2 separate regions of the Zea mays genome follow, and region 2 is linked to region 1. Evidence: chromatin contacts called from public Hi-C data. All regions are on one chromosome and are shown on one strand. The core of a region is the stretch at or near the end of the contact, and the rest is flanking DNA. Distances in the headings are between cores, read along the strand shown. Region 1 holds the start of LOC100273639 (putative membrane-associated kinase regulator 4). Region 2 holds the start of LOC100216810 (P-loop containing nucleoside triphosphate hydrolase superfamily protein).

Region 1 (3,255 bases), core at 684-3,183:
TTCGTGTTGGCAAAAGGCCAAGCATTTCCATGGAGCAGACGAGACGGCTGTTCCAAACCTAACTAGCTTTGTTTCGAAGCCAACGGAGCGGCGAGGTAGATGCAGAGGGCTCTGCTTTTTGCTTAAGCACCTACAGTAAGCTGGAGACCTGTCTGTACTGGAGTGTTCTTCTACGTACACTGTATCTATGGAGCCAGTACAGAGGGTAGGTGCAAGCACTGGATCACCATTGACTATACGGCAAATAGAAGTGGCCTCCTGATTTGTACAGAGGACAGAGGAGTATGGTCAAGCTGCGTACTTGGGAGCGGAACCAAATCTGCCACCAAGCCAGTGCCACCCTTGCACCGTTTACTCAAACAACGTGCCTTGCCGTGCTGTGGCCCTGCCCTACCCGGCTACCCTACGTCCCTACATCTCCCAACAATGGACACAGTGAGTCAGTGAGCACTAGCATAGCAGCGGCAGAGCCGTTGAGTCTTTGAGATGGAGAAGAATGCAACAGAGGATGAGATGCAGCTGGGGAGAAGAAATAAAGAATGCCAATATGATTATGAACAGCTCAAGTGAGAAAATCCTTGGCTCGGAGAAGATCGCAAAGAATCAAGGGAACCGGGGAAACAGTCACAGCACATTGCGTCCTGATCATCACCAGAGCAACCCACATCACATTGCTCATCATCTTCACAAGCAAAATAAACAAAAAAGAAAAGAAACAAAAGAATGTCGCTTTTGATCCATGGGTGGCATGTCATCGGCCATCATCAGCCCCTGCACATCTCCTGCCTCCTCTCCTGCGCCACCTCGCCGGCGGTCACGGAAGAGGCTCTGGGCGTGTTGGTCACCGAGTAGAACATGACGTCGCTGACGCTCCTCCGCGCCGCCGCCGAGGCCACCATCCCGGGCTGCAGCAGCTGGGAACGCTTGCAGTGCGCGATGGCGCCCTGGATGGCGCCCTCCTCGGACGACCCGGCGCTGCTGCTCCGCTTCAGCGCCGGCGTCGCCCCCGCCGCCGACGCCGGCGTCCGGAAGAAGAACCCGTTTGCGTTGCGGCACGACGGCGTGGACGACGAGGAGGACGAGGACGAGGAGGAGCACAGCGGCGAGGTCCCAGGCGCCTTGGTCGCCACGAGGCGCACCCGGCGGATGATGCCGGAGAAGGACTTGCGGTGCTGGCACTGGCACACCTCCTCCTGCTCTAGGACGCTCCCCCTCGCGCTGACGCTGCCGATGCCGTGGCCGCTGGCGCTGGCGCCACCGGCGGCGGCGACGATGTCGCTCGGCAACGGCGGCCTGGCCAGGAAGAGCGACCGGATGTACTCCTTCGACGCCCACCGCTTAACCACCTTGAGCTTCTTGGCCCAAGACGGCTTCTTGGCGGCGCACACCTTGCTGGCGGCAGCGGCAGCGTCGGCGTCTCCTCGCTCTGCCGCCGCCGCCGCCGTGGCATCCGACTCCGCATCCCGCTTCGCCCCTCGCAGCGGCGGCGGCTGCTCCTGGTCCTGGAGGAGCCTCTGCACGAGCTGCAGCCGCGGCGGCAGGTGGAGCGGCAGCAGGTTGCCCTTGTAGAACAGCTCGTCCGCGGGGGACGCGAACGCCGCCTCCCTATGCCTGTCGCCGGCGGCGCCGGCGCCGGCGCTCTGGAACTCGAAGCGGGGCGAGGCTGGCGAGGGCTCCGGTGTGGCTGCCGGGGTCAGGTCCATGTCGATGTAGTCGTCCTGGATCACCATTGTGGGCGGCCTCGGCATTGCCGCGATGCCAGTGCCAGCTTCGGAGCTCCGAGTTTTGGGATGGGGGACTCGGAGGGAGGATTGGGATTTCGGAAGGACGAAGACAGGGGACGCCTGCTGCTGTGCATCTGCTAGACGAGCGAGCCAGAGAGATGGGAGATGGTTTATAGGGTTTTGGGCGGTGCGCTTACAGTTTGGTTTTGTTGGGTCTCTGTTGCAAGCCACTGTTGTGTACTGTGATGATAGAAATAGCAGTGGATGCGATGATGACGATGAATCAAATCATCTCGCTTTCGCTTGGCTTGTTTGGTTTGGTTGGTGTTGTGATTAGTTGTTGTTGTTTTTTTCAACCTTTATTTTTTCTGTGATCGATGCAGGTGTTTTGCTGTTAGGAGGCAAAGGATGGTAGTGTCACACAGCACCAGGTGCCTCCTTATTACGCCACCTCTTCTATATTTTTCTTCCTTGTTGTTCAAACATGTAATCTTGTTATCATTTAGCTATAGAAAAAAAACTATGAGTTGTATTTATCACAAGTTATTCTTTTAATTGTCCTAAAAAATATTGCAGCTTACTTATTATATCTATGCAATTATCTGCCAATCCTCATACTGTTTGTTTTTCCTGAAATTTTATGTCAACTTCTTAATTCTTATACACACAGACAAACAGGAGGATAGCTCTCTTTCCGGTGATGGCGGTAAAAACCGTGAGAATTGTTCCGTTTTGGCTTTGGCAGGTCATGCGTGCTCACATGAAGCCTTTGTCGCAGCGCAGGCAGTGATAGCTGATTATTAACACGGAACGGCTTGGCTGGCGTTGGACTGGATTCATTCAATGCCATGCCCCCGGCTTTGTTGAACCGTGGCGTGTCCAAGCTACCAAGGAAAGGAGGAGCAGGGACCAGGGAGCTTGCAGCAAGCAAAGCACAGCAAAGCCAAGGCAGGCGGTCAAAAAGACACCCAACGGTTAAAGACGGCTAGCATGGCGAAGTAAGTACTAGTACTGGAGTTTTCTCGGAGAGAGTATTATTTATTTAGGGCTGGTTTGGGAACCACAATTTCCCAAAGGTTTTTCATTTCCCATGGGAAATTAGTTCATTTTCCATTTGGAAATTGAAAATCCCATAGAAAAATGAGGTTGCCAAACTAGCCCTTAGCATAGTGACTAACTAACTAACCCACCGTCTGGATGGGATGGGATGGTAATAAGCTTTTCCCAAAGCCTGTCATAGCAATGGCAAATGCCGCAATTGCAATGGCAGCTAGCACTCCAGCCAACCAAGCCATCATCATCATCATCTCACACACACGACACATGCAGCAATGGCAGTGCTCAGTATACATGTCCAAACGGGCCGGCCCGGTAGTGGGCCCGTGACCCGGCACGGTCGTGACCCGGCACGAGCACGGCACGGCCCGACTAGAGGCGTGCCCGGGCCGGCCCGGTTCAATAGCCGTGCCGGGCTTGGGCTGGCCGTCGGGCCCGCGGTGCAGGCACGGGCTCGACACGGTTAATTGGTAGG
Region 2 (3,389 bases), core at 740-3,239, 530 kb before region 1:
CTCCAGCGATGCATCTCCGTCACCGAGGGTCAGGAACTCCTGCGAGAGATACACTCGGGGGCTTGCGGCCATCACGCAGCGCCTCGAGCCCTTGTCGGGAATGCTTTCCGACAAGGCTTCTACTGGCCAACGGCGGTGGCTGACGCCACTAGAATTGTCCGCACCTGCGAAGGGTGTCAATTCTATGCGAAGCAGACCCACCTGCCCGCTCAGGCTCTGCAGACGATACCCATCACCTGGCCCTTTGCTGTGTGGGGTCTCGACCTCGTCGGCCCTTTGCAGAAGGCGCCCGGGGGCTACACGCACCTGCTGGTCGCCATCGACAAATTCTCCAAGTGGATCGAGGTCCGACCTCTGAACAGCATCAGGTCCGAGCAGGCGGTGGCGTTCTTCACCAACATCATCCATCGCTTCGGGGTCCCGAACTCCATCATCACCGACAACGGCACCCAGTTCACCGGCAGAAAGTTCTTGGACTTCTGCGAGGATCACCACATCCGGGTGGACTGGGCCGCCGTGGCTCATCCCATGTCAAATGGGCAAGTAGAGCTCTTAGAGAATATTCTGGGCTGGGGCACGCGGCGACACTCACTCGTCGGCCCAAGGGACCCCCGGTCTCGAAACGCCGACAAGATTATTGTGCAATAGCCAGAGACATCTATATGGTTCTATATGTCCATGAATTGTGTGTTTAATGCGTGTGGCTCACAGAAAATAAAATGGCATAGGTTCAGTGGAAGATGTTGTGGGTCTTTAAAATCGGCAATCATACCGTGTGTTTATATGGAGTCAGTGTCTTGAGTTATAAGTCGTCAAGATTGTTACATCATGTATAGACCGTGAGGAGCCACCAAGCCCAATAAAACAGGAAACCGTAAACATATAGTAACACCCCGTTAGCTGAACGAGGACGAGCTACAGAGTGCTCTATAAAAACAGGGATTGAGTTCTTTTTCAACTCATATCTTTCTCGGTCTTATGGCTAAAATAAAGTGTAGTATTTATTCGTATCAATTTAATATCTGGTGTATAGACAATATTCTCACTTTGATATTAAATTTATCTATTATTGGTATTTTTTGGAAGGATTTATATGACTGGTTTACTTCGCTCAACCATTGATTGTATTACGGGTATAGCCTCGTCGTTTCCAACCAATATCATGAAATATGATTATGTACCGTCACAACGCACATGTGTTAGGGGGTGTTTGGTTAGAGGGACTAAAGATTAGTCTCTAGTTTTTAGTCTCATTTAGTCCCTTTTTTGCCAAACACTAGGACTAAAATATAGACTAAAATGATTTAGTCTTTAGTCCTTCACATATGTGCTAAAAGGGACTAAACCATATTAATTCCACATTTACCCCTTATTTAGTTCAATTGTACTAATAGCAGGAGAATGTTAAAGGCAACTTTAGTCTTCTTATGAGTCATTTAATATATTCTTACTATTTTTAGCCCCTACAACTAAACATGTTAGGGACTAAACTTTAGTCCCCTAACTAAACTTTAGGCCCAAACAATTTTATGTTCATGTTGATTTTAGACGGTTTTTTACCAAAACGATTTTTATAGAAACGGACTGAAAAGCTAGGACGTTTAGCAGTCCGCAACAATTTTTTGTGGCCAGAAGCTGAACAAAGCCCAAACAAGCAGGGCCATAATTCGCCCATCCAAAATATTTTTAGAAAAATATTGGAAGCTGTTGGAGTGATACCATTTTATTTAGGATTTAAAGTTTTAGGGAACTCCTAATTTTTAGGTACTAGGAGAAATATTTTTGAAAAATGCATTACTAGGAGAAAAAAAAGCTTTGCCGGCTGCGCACTAGACGCGAACTTCTAGCCTAGCCTGGAGCCGAACTCCTCTCCTAACCGATTTCGGGACGTCGGATTGTGATCTGACGGCCGCGTGCTTTATAAAATAATATTGTGATCTCCTGGGAGAAAGAAGCCCTAACCCACCTCCTCGTCCTCCCGCCGCCGGCGCTTTCCGATTTTGTGCACTCCAACCTTCACGTGTCTCCGCCGCCCGTCCAAAGCAGGAAGGAGCTCCGCCCCGGACCGATCGAGAAGCGAGCGACAAATAAGGGTTCCTCGGGCCGCCGACTGACCACCTGACGCCTCCAGCTCTATCATCGTCCCTCCAACGACCCGCGCAGCAAAGCAGCCGGTCCTCCCGCCGCCGCCGCCGACATGGGCGGGGGCCGCGCGCAGGTGAACAAGGCCCACAAGAGCCGCTTCGCGTCCAAGGCTTCCCGCCACACGCACAAGATCGGTGTGTACAGCCTCTCTCGTCGCCGTTTCCTCTCCACCTTCCGCGGCTCATGTCTCATCTCACTGTCTGCGTCTCCTTCCAGACAAGGTCAGGAGCGGGAAGTCAGAAACCAGCCACCGCGCCGCTGTAAAGGGGGCCCGCGCCGCCCGCATCCAGCAGAGCAAGGCGGTCAGTCTCCAATGCGCACCGTGCACACCTTTTTGTCAATTTTTTTTTGGTTCTGTATGTAGCAGAGGTTATTGGAGGTCGCCAATTCTGTGGTTCGTGCGATTGTTTTTAGTTCGTAAGATGATTAGTCTGAGGTGTGCTGCAACATAAACTGCATGTTGCATAGGATAGGATTGGTCTGCTCTTAGATTGGGCGGGGTGTTTTTAGCTTGCTTTGAGCTTACTCTACAGTTATTGGGAGGTTGCAGCTTTTGGGGAGGGTGCCATGCAACTTATAGTGCGGTTTTCTCATCCGATCATCTAGTTTTTAACCTGCCGTGTGAAACATCTTCCTGTGGGGTGCAGATCCGTGATAAAAAACGTGCTGCTTTGCTGAAGGAGAAGCGCTCGTCAACTGGACCTTCAAGCGCACCGCGCGTCATTGTTAGTATTCTTAGCTTTTGCTTCTGGATCCTACCTGATTACTCGTTGTTTGTTGTGATCATACAATTGGTATTTTCTTAAGTCGATTTACAACTATTTATTGCAGGTTCTCGTTGGCCTTTCTTCATCAGCAAATGTCGGATCACTTGCCAAGGATCTTTTGGCATTTGCAGAAGGAGATGATCGGAAACTGAAATTATCTACCATTGCTTCTCCTACTTATAAGCTTCGAACCACAGTAAGTTCAAAATGAATATTGTTCTGATGTTATGAGTGCAACCATTACCACCATTAGTTCAAAATGAGGCTAGTGTTGGCTGTTGAGATTTTTTGGTGTCATAATGCCTCGTTGCATATGTATTCATCACTATATGTTTGTCTACTACTGACCCTTCTCAGTACATGTTTAAAGCTGGGTTATACATTGTACTCTATGTCTCTATGGCACGTTCTAGTCATTTCATTATTCATAACATTTTGTTGAATATTTGTTTCCAATTATTCAATCTAGACAGTCAA

Evidence for each region. A called contact is a pair of places that touch in the nucleus more often than the background predicts.
Region 2: a contact with region 1 is called in a Hi-C map of tassel, with 3 times the contacts expected there. The contact joins the promoter of LOC100216810 here to the promoter of LOC100273639 in region 1. A contact is called at or near these places in 2 of 25 Hi-C or Micro-C datasets (ear and tassel).

Annotation. Positions count from the first base shown.
Region 1 is chr6:40,318,924-40,322,178 of Zm-B73-REFERENCE-NAM-5.0, reverse strand. LOC100273639 (putative membrane-associated kinase regulator 4) reads right to left here and starts at 1,933. Exons shown (of 1, transcript NM_001148055.1): 1 at 586-1,933. The coding sequence starts at 1,748. The coding sequence ends at 765.
Region 2 is chr6:40,849,305-40,852,693 of Zm-B73-REFERENCE-NAM-5.0, reverse strand. LOC100216810 (P-loop containing nucleoside triphosphate hydrolase superfamily protein) reads left to right here and starts at 1,989. Exons shown (of 21, transcript NM_001359502.1): 1 at 1,989-2,279; 2 at 2,362-2,447; 3 at 2,793-2,870; 4 at 2,977-3,108. The coding sequence starts at 2,198.